3 separate regions of the Sus scrofa genome follow, and all the other regions are linked to region 1. The links are chromatin contacts, called in public HiChIP or PLAC-seq maps. All regions are on one chromosome and are shown on one strand. Each heading gives the region's core, a stretch centred on a gene start, on an enhancer-like site or on the middle of the called end of the contact. The rest is flanking DNA. Distances are from core to core; before and after follow the strand shown.

The links. HiChIP or PLAC-seq counts read pairs in DNA pulled down with a chosen protein or histone mark.
Region 2: an H3K27ac HiChIP or PLAC-seq map of skeletal muscle shows a contact between it and region 1, with 12 times the contacts expected there. The contact joins the promoter of C8H4orf22 here to the promoter of PAQR3 in region 1. A contact is called at or near these places in 1 of 5 promoter capture datasets (fetal skeletal muscle), 4 of 47 Hi-C or Micro-C datasets (embryonic fibroblasts, fetal heart ventricle and heart right ventricle) and 1 of 2 datasets of contacts at active chromatin or transcription factors (skeletal muscle).
Region 3: an H3K27ac HiChIP or PLAC-seq map of alveolar macrophages shows a contact between it and region 1. The contact joins the enhancer-like site here to the promoter of PAQR3 in region 1. A contact is called at or near these places in 3 of 5 promoter capture datasets (fetal liver, fetal skeletal muscle and liver), 4 of 47 Hi-C or Micro-C datasets (embryonic fibroblasts, epiblast stem cells and fibroblasts) and 2 of 2 datasets of contacts at active chromatin or transcription factors (alveolar macrophages and skeletal muscle).

Annotation. Positions count from the first base shown.
Region 1 is chr8:138,645,298-138,648,066 of Sscrofa11.1, forward strand. It overlaps PAQR3 (progestin and adipoQ receptor family member 3), which reads left to right and starts at 1,330. Exons shown (of 7, transcript XM_013998797.2): 1 at 1,330-1,719. The coding sequence starts at 1,535. It overlaps LOC102167132 (a long non-coding RNA gene), which reads right to left and starts at 1,222. Exons shown (of 9, transcript XR_002346480.1): 1 at 930-1,222.
Region 2 is chr8:137,490,578-137,493,346 of Sscrofa11.1, forward strand. It overlaps C8H4orf22, which reads right to left and starts at 1,441. Exons shown (of 6, transcript XM_021101895.1): 1 at 1,241-1,441. The coding sequence starts at 1,351. LOC106508356 (a long non-coding RNA gene) reads left to right here and starts at 1,523. Exons shown (of 4, transcript XR_002346918.1): 1 at 1,523-1,710.
Region 3 is chr8:137,622,745-137,625,513 of Sscrofa11.1, forward strand. LOC106510569 reads right to left here. Exons shown (of 2, transcript XM_013998646.2): 1 at 1,475-2,769; 2 at 1-963. The coding sequence starts at 1,997. The coding sequence ends at 869. Among named protein-coding and RNA genes, the nearest start is that of PRDM8, 13 kb to the left of the region's middle. Within about 2 kb of position 1,322, at least 32 of the 83 cell types and tissues checked have an H3K27ac peak or open chromatin away from gene starts, as enhancers often do. A contact at or near this core is called in alveolar macrophages, embryonic fibroblasts, fetal liver and 1 more, where this site is marked.

The sequences.
Region 1 (2,769 bases), core at 80-2,579:
CCAGTGAGAAAACCGAGACACAGAGAGCTTTAGTACTTGTACAAGACACACAGCTCATAAGTGGCTGAATTCAAACCCAGGTAGTAAGGCTTCAACGCTCAGAAGTTAATCACAACCTATACTGCCTCTCAGACATCAACTAGTATTACCAACACAACAACAGTAAATAAATAACAGCGTCGATGATTGTTATCATGCACTGTTGCCAAACAATGCACTAAGGGGTCTACATACATGGATGCAAAACTAACGTTCTGCCCTTTTGCCATTAGGAAAAAGCTTTGGCGAAGTTCCCCTTGTCGCGGAGCAAAAAAAACGAACGCAACTGGGAACCAAGAGGTTGTGTGTTCCATCCAGGGCCTCTGTCAGTGGGTGGAGGTTCTGGCGTTGCCCTGAGCTGTGGTGTAGGTCACAGACACGGCTCAGATCTGATGTTGCTGTGGCTGTGGTGCAGGCCGGCAGCTGTAGCTCCAATTGGATCCTTATCCTGGGAACCTCCAAAAGGCGAGGGTGCGGCCCTAAAAAGCAAAAAAAAAAAAAAAAAGAAGAAGAAGAAGAATTGGCATCATCATTCGTAGCTATAAAAAAAGCTATAACATTTCCTTTAAGCACCGTATTAGCTGCACGCCCCCAAGTTTTTATATCTTCTATCTTTGGCATTGAGTTCCATTTCCTTGCGCTCTCTCCATCAACCCACTAAAATACTTGGAAGTGCTTTGTTTCAATTCCAGACATCTGGGGAGTTTCAGTTTTCTTGTTTATCTCTAGTTTAAGTCTACTGTGGTCAGAGAAAATACTCTGAAGAGCTTTGGGGCTTTGAATACTTCGAAAGCGTTGGGGATTCTCTACGGCTCAGCTTATTCCCGATTTTGGTACATGTTCTCTGTGCATCAGGTTTCCTCTATTTCCACCTACTTCAAAGGACTGACCTTGGCCGAGATAACGTCGCAGGTTAAGAAATGTGTGACATTCCAAGCTCAAAGAACCGGTGTGGAGCTAGGTCTAGTTCTTATTCTTCTCCCAGTTACTCTTTTCCCCTTGGTTTTTCAAAATGTAACGCATATTGCTTCTAATTAAAAACAGGATAAGGAAAAAAACCGCTTGTATTCGCCGTACAGTTCTGCGCTCTTCTCACCCACGAGGAGGACTGGGCCGCCTCGCCTTCGAACTCCAGCAGCGGCGGAGGCCCGGGCCCAGCCCCGCGGCCCCCACGGCACCTGCGCGCCCGCCCCAGCCCAGGCCCCGCCCCGCCCAGGCCCCGCCCCCGGTGGCGCCGGCCCAGGCAGGGCCGAGGGGCGGGGCCCAGGCAGCGTGCTGACGTCAGAGAGGGCGGCGACGTCGCGGGGCCGCGGGGGCGCTGACGCCGGTGGCCGCTCTGTGCGCGGTACCGGGCCCGGGCAGCTGCGGGGCCGTAGGACCTCGCGCGGCGTCCGCCAGCTCCGGGGCGGGGGCTGCGGCGGCGAAGCCCCCTCCCCGGGGAGGCGGGGCCTGGGCGAGCTTCCCGGCTGGGGAGCGGCGGCGGCGGCCGGGAAGGATGCATCAGAAGCTGCTGAAGAGCGCGCATTACATCGAGTTGGGCAGCTACCAGTACTGGCCCGTCCTGGTTCCCCGCGGCATCCGCCTCTACACCTACGAGCAGATCCCCGTGTCCCTCAAGGACAACCCGTACATCACCGACGGCTACCGGGCCTACCTGCCCTCCAGGCTGTGTATCAAAAGGTAAGGTCTGGCCGCCTCCGCTGGGCGCGCCTGGGGGGCGCGCCGGCGGCCCCTCCTCTTGCACATCCTTTTTGTCTGGTCCGCCTGCTGTTTTCCCCCCTTTTCTCTGTGCCCGTCATTTCCTAGCTGCCCCATCCTTTTCATCCCTTCTGCCACCTCTCCTGTCTTGGTATCCTTCCTTCTCCCCGCTGGGGTGCTTGATCCGTGGGACGAAGACTGACAGTAACAGTGGTCGTAATCACTAACTCTCCCGTGGCACTTGGCTGTTTATGGAGAGATTTTACATCCTTTATTCCATTCAGTGCTTATCGGGATACATGTTGGAATCGACCCCACTGACGATGGCTGAGCCATACTTGCCCCTGTGTATACCTAAGCTTTGTTTATTTTTAAGGCAGCCCTGTGGAAATTCGGACGTTTGGGGCCAGATAAATGCCTGTATAATAGGAGTAAGTTCACATTGCATTATATATGTATTACACAACATATATATATAAAATCAAGGAGATATATATATATATATATATATATATACACACACACACACACACACACACATTCATTCATTCATTTAGCAGATACTCTGAGCCCCTGCTAGGTACCAGGCACCCTACTAGGTCCTGGAAAGAACAGCAGGCATAACTCTTGTTCTTATGGAGCTGTCGAGGTCTAGCCTGGGTGCTAATTACACTATTACATAATAACCGCTGTGAAAAACGCTGTGTGGGAAAGGCAAAGAGAGCCTGTAACAGCCACCACCCTCCATTAGAGTGTAAGAAGCGACTTTAAGAAAGGAATTTTTTCATCTAAACTTAAAACTGAGTCCCTTCAAAGCCTGGGTTTAAAAAAACAAAACCGAAAAATCTAGTGTTCTAGTTCTTAGGCTAGCTTTCTGTTAGAACTCACAGAAATTAATTACAGGACCCCACTTGAAGAGAATTAAGATACAGATGTTGGTTAGCTCTAGGTCCCTGGAGTGACAAAACCCACTGCTGGAATGTGGACTGTTGAATTGCTCGAGCAGTAACCACATGTCTGCTTCTTGGTCTT
Region 2 (2,769 bases), core at 191-2,690, 1.2 Mb before region 1:
GCCACCTGGACTTTTTCTACTAGATAATTCCAGAAAGATAAAATTACCTGTCCAAGGTCACACAACTTGTTTGTGGCAGAGATAGGACTCAAATTAGATGTTTCTATTTGCTTAAAATTATGTTCATACCTAGCACATGAGTGTGTACTGGAGGATAAGCACTCTTCAGACCTTGGAATCCACACTGGGGTAAAATACCATTTTTAACATAATCACTGGAGTCCAAAAATTCAATCCACTAAAATGCAGAATTACACTGTTGCAGGTAAGGAGTTTGGGGAGTTGGCAGCAGGATACAAATGCTTCTCCAACTCAGTTGCAGAGTGCCGACCCAGAGCAGAGAGAGGGCAGTTTGGGGGGCTGTGGCATGGCTCCCGGGCAGTGCCCATTTAGTCGGCCTGGCCTGGGAATACATCAGCGCTATAGGGCCCCACCGTGCACCTCCTGCTTCTCAGGACCAGTGGCCTGTCGTTTTCCCGCTCACGCTGGTTCCCCTGGAAGAGGACGCGAACTCTATTCCGCTTCCTCCCTCCCTTCCCCATCTTCCCGGGCACTGACACACCTTTAAGAAGCAGGTGCGGGGGCGGGGGGGGGGGAGCGGTGCGGAGAGGAAGACAGCCGCCAATCCCAATTATGTCCGACGTTGCGGTGTTGCAGACTTGTTTTTCCACTCCCCACATCAGCTGTGATCAATCGACTTGATAAACCTGAGTCAGGAACTGCCTGCAACCTGTACCCGTAAAGAAAGGGCCTTCTGACTCAACCCGCTTGCGGTGCAAGTTCATGGACCCACATGCCCAGGGTAACACCAGCTCCACCCGGGAGGATAGCGTCTTCCTTTCTTTAACACCAACTGGCAAAGGAACGAGAAACAAAGTGTCAGACCTGAGCTGCCGGCCTCGGAACCCCGCCACCTGCTCAGCTAGCACGCCTTTGGAAGGGCAGCGGGCCGGGAGGCGGCGCTGCACCAGGTCCGGGCCCCGCAGGTCTGCGTGCCCCGTGCGCACGCGCGGGGTCTGCGGCGGGACGGGGACCCCCAGGGCCCGACCTCTGAACCCACCGGGGCAGCGCGGGGCGGGACGGACGCCGCGGAATTGCCGCCGCCGCCGCCTGGGCGCCGCCGTCCGGACGCGGCGCGGCCTACGGTCCCCGCGGCCCACCGGCAGGGGGCGAAGAGCCCACGTCCACGACGCGGGCCCGCGGGAGGGGCCGCGGGTCTGGAAGGCGGCGGCCCCCTCACCTCCAGGTAGTACAAGTCCACCGTGGTGATCTGCGAGTCCAGGAAGTCCTCATAGGTGCTGAACTGAGTGACCACGTTGTCCACCGGCGTCGACCCCTCTTCCGGGCCCATCGCGGTTGCCCGGCTGCCGCGTCCCTAGCGACGGAGGCCGGGGCGGGGGCGGAGAGTCCCACCCCCTCGGCCGCTTCCGACCGGGGCGGGGCCGGGGCGGAGCCGTGGGCGTTCAGCGCCGCCCCGGCCCCGGCCCCGCACACCCCGCGGCGCGTCCGGTCGGGCGGGGGGCTTCCGCCCGGCTGCGGGGAACGCCCCTCCAGGTCAGCTGACTGGGGCGAGAGGTGGAGTGCGGGACAGGTGCAGGCTGCAGCCCACGTTTAAAACGCTGCGACTCCCAAGATGGGTCGACAAGTGCTGTGGGTCAGCGCTTCTCATCTAGTGGGAAAGAATGTGCCGGGAAGGACAAAAACGTGAAGGTTAGTTTTCAGGTAAAACCGAAGCTCCATTTTTCGCAAGGAGAGTATCTCAAAACAGAAGTCTCTGGAAATAGCCTTGCGACCAAATCCAACAGCAACGTGTATTAATGATTTTGTTATTTTTGTAAAGTGTTGCTAATGTTTGGATTCGAGGAAGAACTTGTGAACTTCCTAAAGGAAAGACACCCAACGAAAATACCTTTGGGGCCTCTTTGGGCCCCAAGTGCCTGTTTTCTTAACCTGGGGGGAGAGGGGGCCGTTGGTTTCTTGTCTGTTTAGTTTGTAAGTAAAAGTAAGCACACAATGAAAGATGTTGGCTTGTTGAAGCTGCCTTTTTTAAAGGGTAAAATACCTGTGGAAATTTAGAAAGTAAAGGTTTTTTTACTAAGGACTTTTCCTTAGAACAAAGTTTTGCCTTTTTAAAACAGGAATTTAAAGTAATCCAGCCTGGCAGCTGGCAGAACTTTCCAGAATCCATTTTTGGATTTTTACGTTCTAGGAATCGTCTTTGGAATTAATACATAGTATAACACTTGCGCCTGTGGTAGTTGCTAAGTATTTATTGAATTGATTTTGAGGATTTGCACAGAAGTGAAAACAAATCAATGAAAACATCTAGTAAATACCTTGAGGTAGCCTTCTTAGTTTAAAAAGGTCACCTCAAAATCAGAATGTCATGAATATACAAATTTTAAGTAATGTACACAATATCTCTAGCATATCACTGACTTGTCTTTTAATTATTATATTCTGAGTTGTTTTGAAAGACATGTTGGTGGAGCTCCCGTTGTGTCTCAGTGGTTAGCGAGCCCGGCTAGCATCCATGAGGACGTGGGTTCAATCCCTGACCTCGCTCAGTGGGTCACGGATCCAGCGTTGCCATGAACTGTCGTGTAGGTCACAGACGTGGCTCAGATCTGGCGTTGCTGTGGCTGTGGTGTAGGCTGGCAGCAAGAGCTCCGATTAGACCCCTAGCCTGAGAACCTCCATATGCCGTGGGTGCAGCCCTAAAGAGACAAAAAACAAAAAACAAAAAAATAAAAAAGACATATTAGACGT
Region 3 (2,769 bases), core at 72-2,571, 1.0 Mb before region 1:
GCAAGGGGACAGCCCCAAAGGAGGTCACCTGGGGTCGAAGCCTTTGGAGGAAAAAGAACTGGGTTTCCTCTGGGCTCCGACCCCACTAGGCACTCGCCACCCAGCTCCCCTACCCCCCCACCCCCGCCCGCACGCCGCGGCCGCCCCGCGCGGTGTCAGGACTCGGGGCGGCTGAGCCCCCGCCACAGCAGGAGCGCCTTTTGACGGAAACGCACCCCATTGTTGCGTTACTGCCCCGCGCCGCGAGTCACCCATAGTTTTCTTTCTGTCTATTTCTCTGTCGAGGCCAACTCCTCCTGAAATTGCAGGCAAACAAATCTAGTAGGTCAGAGATTGCATTTGCTGGTGTAAGGGATTAATAGAGCCCGGTCTGAGGCTGCTTTCCAGAATTGCCTTCGGGATTAAAAGGCAGACACGGCAGGCACGGGCACACGTTTTGCATTCACTGGTGGCTGTGATTAATGTTTCCGAGGGGATTTGTACTGGGAGCTTACGGAACGTTGCTTTCGGGGGTCTAATGCCCGACGGCCGCGCGCAGGGACCGGCAGAGGGTCTGCGGACACGCGCCCGGAGCGCCGGGCGGGGTGGGGGATTAGAGGGGGCGTCAGATGTGCGCGGGAGGCCCGGCTCCGCGGCCTTTTAGCGCCTTCCTCCCTCTACCCCGACCCCAGCACGGCTGCTACGGAGGACCGCAGTGAGGACTGTCAGGGAGACGGACGTTAGGTCTTACAGGGTCTGTGTAAGGGAAAATGCTCTCGAAGTGTCCTGACTTGGGGGTAGAAGGGGTTCAGCACCAGGCCGCAGAACTTTATCCATCCGTCCAGTAAAGGGAATTCCGTGTCGAGCGGACGCGCTGCTCCCAAACGCATCACTCCCCCCAGGTTACCGAGTTGCCGGGCTCAGGCCTCGACCCCCTCGAAACGCCGTTCTCGGGATTGATGTCGGGGGCTCCCAGGGAGGCACCTGTGGAGAGGAGTCGGAGCCCTGGCACGAAATACATCCCCCTTCCCACCGCCCCAGGGGCGGACAAACCCTGACCGCGCGGGTAAAGGGGAAGGAGGGGGACGTTCTGGGGTGCGGGGGTCAGGCGAGGAGAAGTAGGGAAACCTGGCAATCGAGAGAAAAGCGAGGCGTTTGGGGAGCGAGGGAGCAGAGTTTAGGGAGAAGAGCGGAGAAAAAGCGAAGGGGCTGGTCGCGGCGGGTGGGCATTACCGCTCTCCGGCAGGAGGGGGCGCTTTTCCCGCCCGGACCAGCCTTCCCCTGGGCGGGGCGGGACGCCCCGGGGCCCCGGCTTCGGGGTGCTGGGCGCCCCCTCCTGGCGACTGCGTGGCGCTCCGGGCCCGCGCCCGCTGGGCCCGCGGCGGCCGCCTTGCCGGCAGGAAAGCCGAGAGACCCAGCGGCGCGGGGGTGCAGCGGCGGCGGCGCCAGCGCCAGGCAGGCCCCCCTCCCCGCGCGCTCCCCGCGGCCTCCTCACCTGGGGCCTCCAGGACTCCTGCCCCGCGGGCACGGCTTCTGCCCCGCGGGCACGGCTCCTGCGCGCCCCTCGGCGCCCGGCTTCCGCCCGGGTCCCAGCCGGCCGAGGGGCCCGCCCTCCTCGCCGAGCGGGTCGCGGGCTCCGCCGCAGCAGCTGGGAGGGAGGGAGCGACCGCCGGCTGCTGCCGGGCGGCGTCTGGGGGCCGCGAGCCGAGCGCGAGGAGCCGCCATCTGGAGCCTCGGCAGCGGGCGGGGGCGAGGGAAGGGGCCTGGCAGCTCCGCCCGCGGCGCGCTAGGGGCCGGGGGCCGGGCGTGGGAGCGGATGCTGGAGTCCGGGGGCTGGGGGGAGGCCTGCCCCTCTTAGGTCCCTTCAATTCCCGGGCTGTCCCCACGAGCAGGTCCAGCGAAAGAGCGGGGACCGGCGCGGCGGCTCCTCCTCCCACCTGCAGATGCCCCTGCGGGGGTGGCGTGGACCTAAACTCTGCCCGCGCGCGCACGCACGCCGCCCATCGCCCATCTCCCATCGGAAGTGGTTTTCTCTTCCCTTCCCGCCCGCCGTGCCCATCCCACGCCGGGAAAGAGTCCTCTCCACACGGCGTGGGCTTTTGGACCCCCCACGTTACTTCCGACAACCGCTTTAGCCAGAAAGCGGGACGGACACCATCTAGTCCCCTCGGACTGTGGAAAAGGAGGAGAATGGCGCGAGGGGGGCTCGTCCTCCCACTTTCGGGCTGGGAAGTGGAGGATAATTGGGGGGAGGGGGAGGAAAGGACGCGTCGTTTCTCCCCTTTACTTTTTTCATTTCATATGCGTCCAGCGTTTTTATAGCTTTAACTTAAAAAAGGAAAATTTCTCTTTCCTAAATTTGGATGGGGGCGGGGGCAAACTCCAGGAAGGGTGAGAGTGTAGGGGAGAGTCGAGGGAGCAGGTCCAGGAGCTCCAGCTTTCCTGCTTCTGGGCCATCTCTGAAGGCAAGGACCTCAGCCATAGGTTATAGCTCCACGTAGGGGGGACTGATTGGGTGTGTGGGTGGTGGCGGGAAGTCTGGGTGAGACAAAAAAGGCAAACCCACTCTCACCCCAAGGCATTAAAAGACAACCCCCCCCCCCCAGCTGTCTCTTGTCCGGCAGAATGGCATTATGTAAAAGATCTGGCATGTCACCCAGTGGCACATCTGGTAGGTGTAGATGGCATTCATTAGCACAGGGCTTCTACTCTGCAGCATGCCAAAGCCCTGACAGAGATGCCCGCTGCCAATCATTCATTCGCTGCCAATCCCAGAGCGCGGCCTGGCGG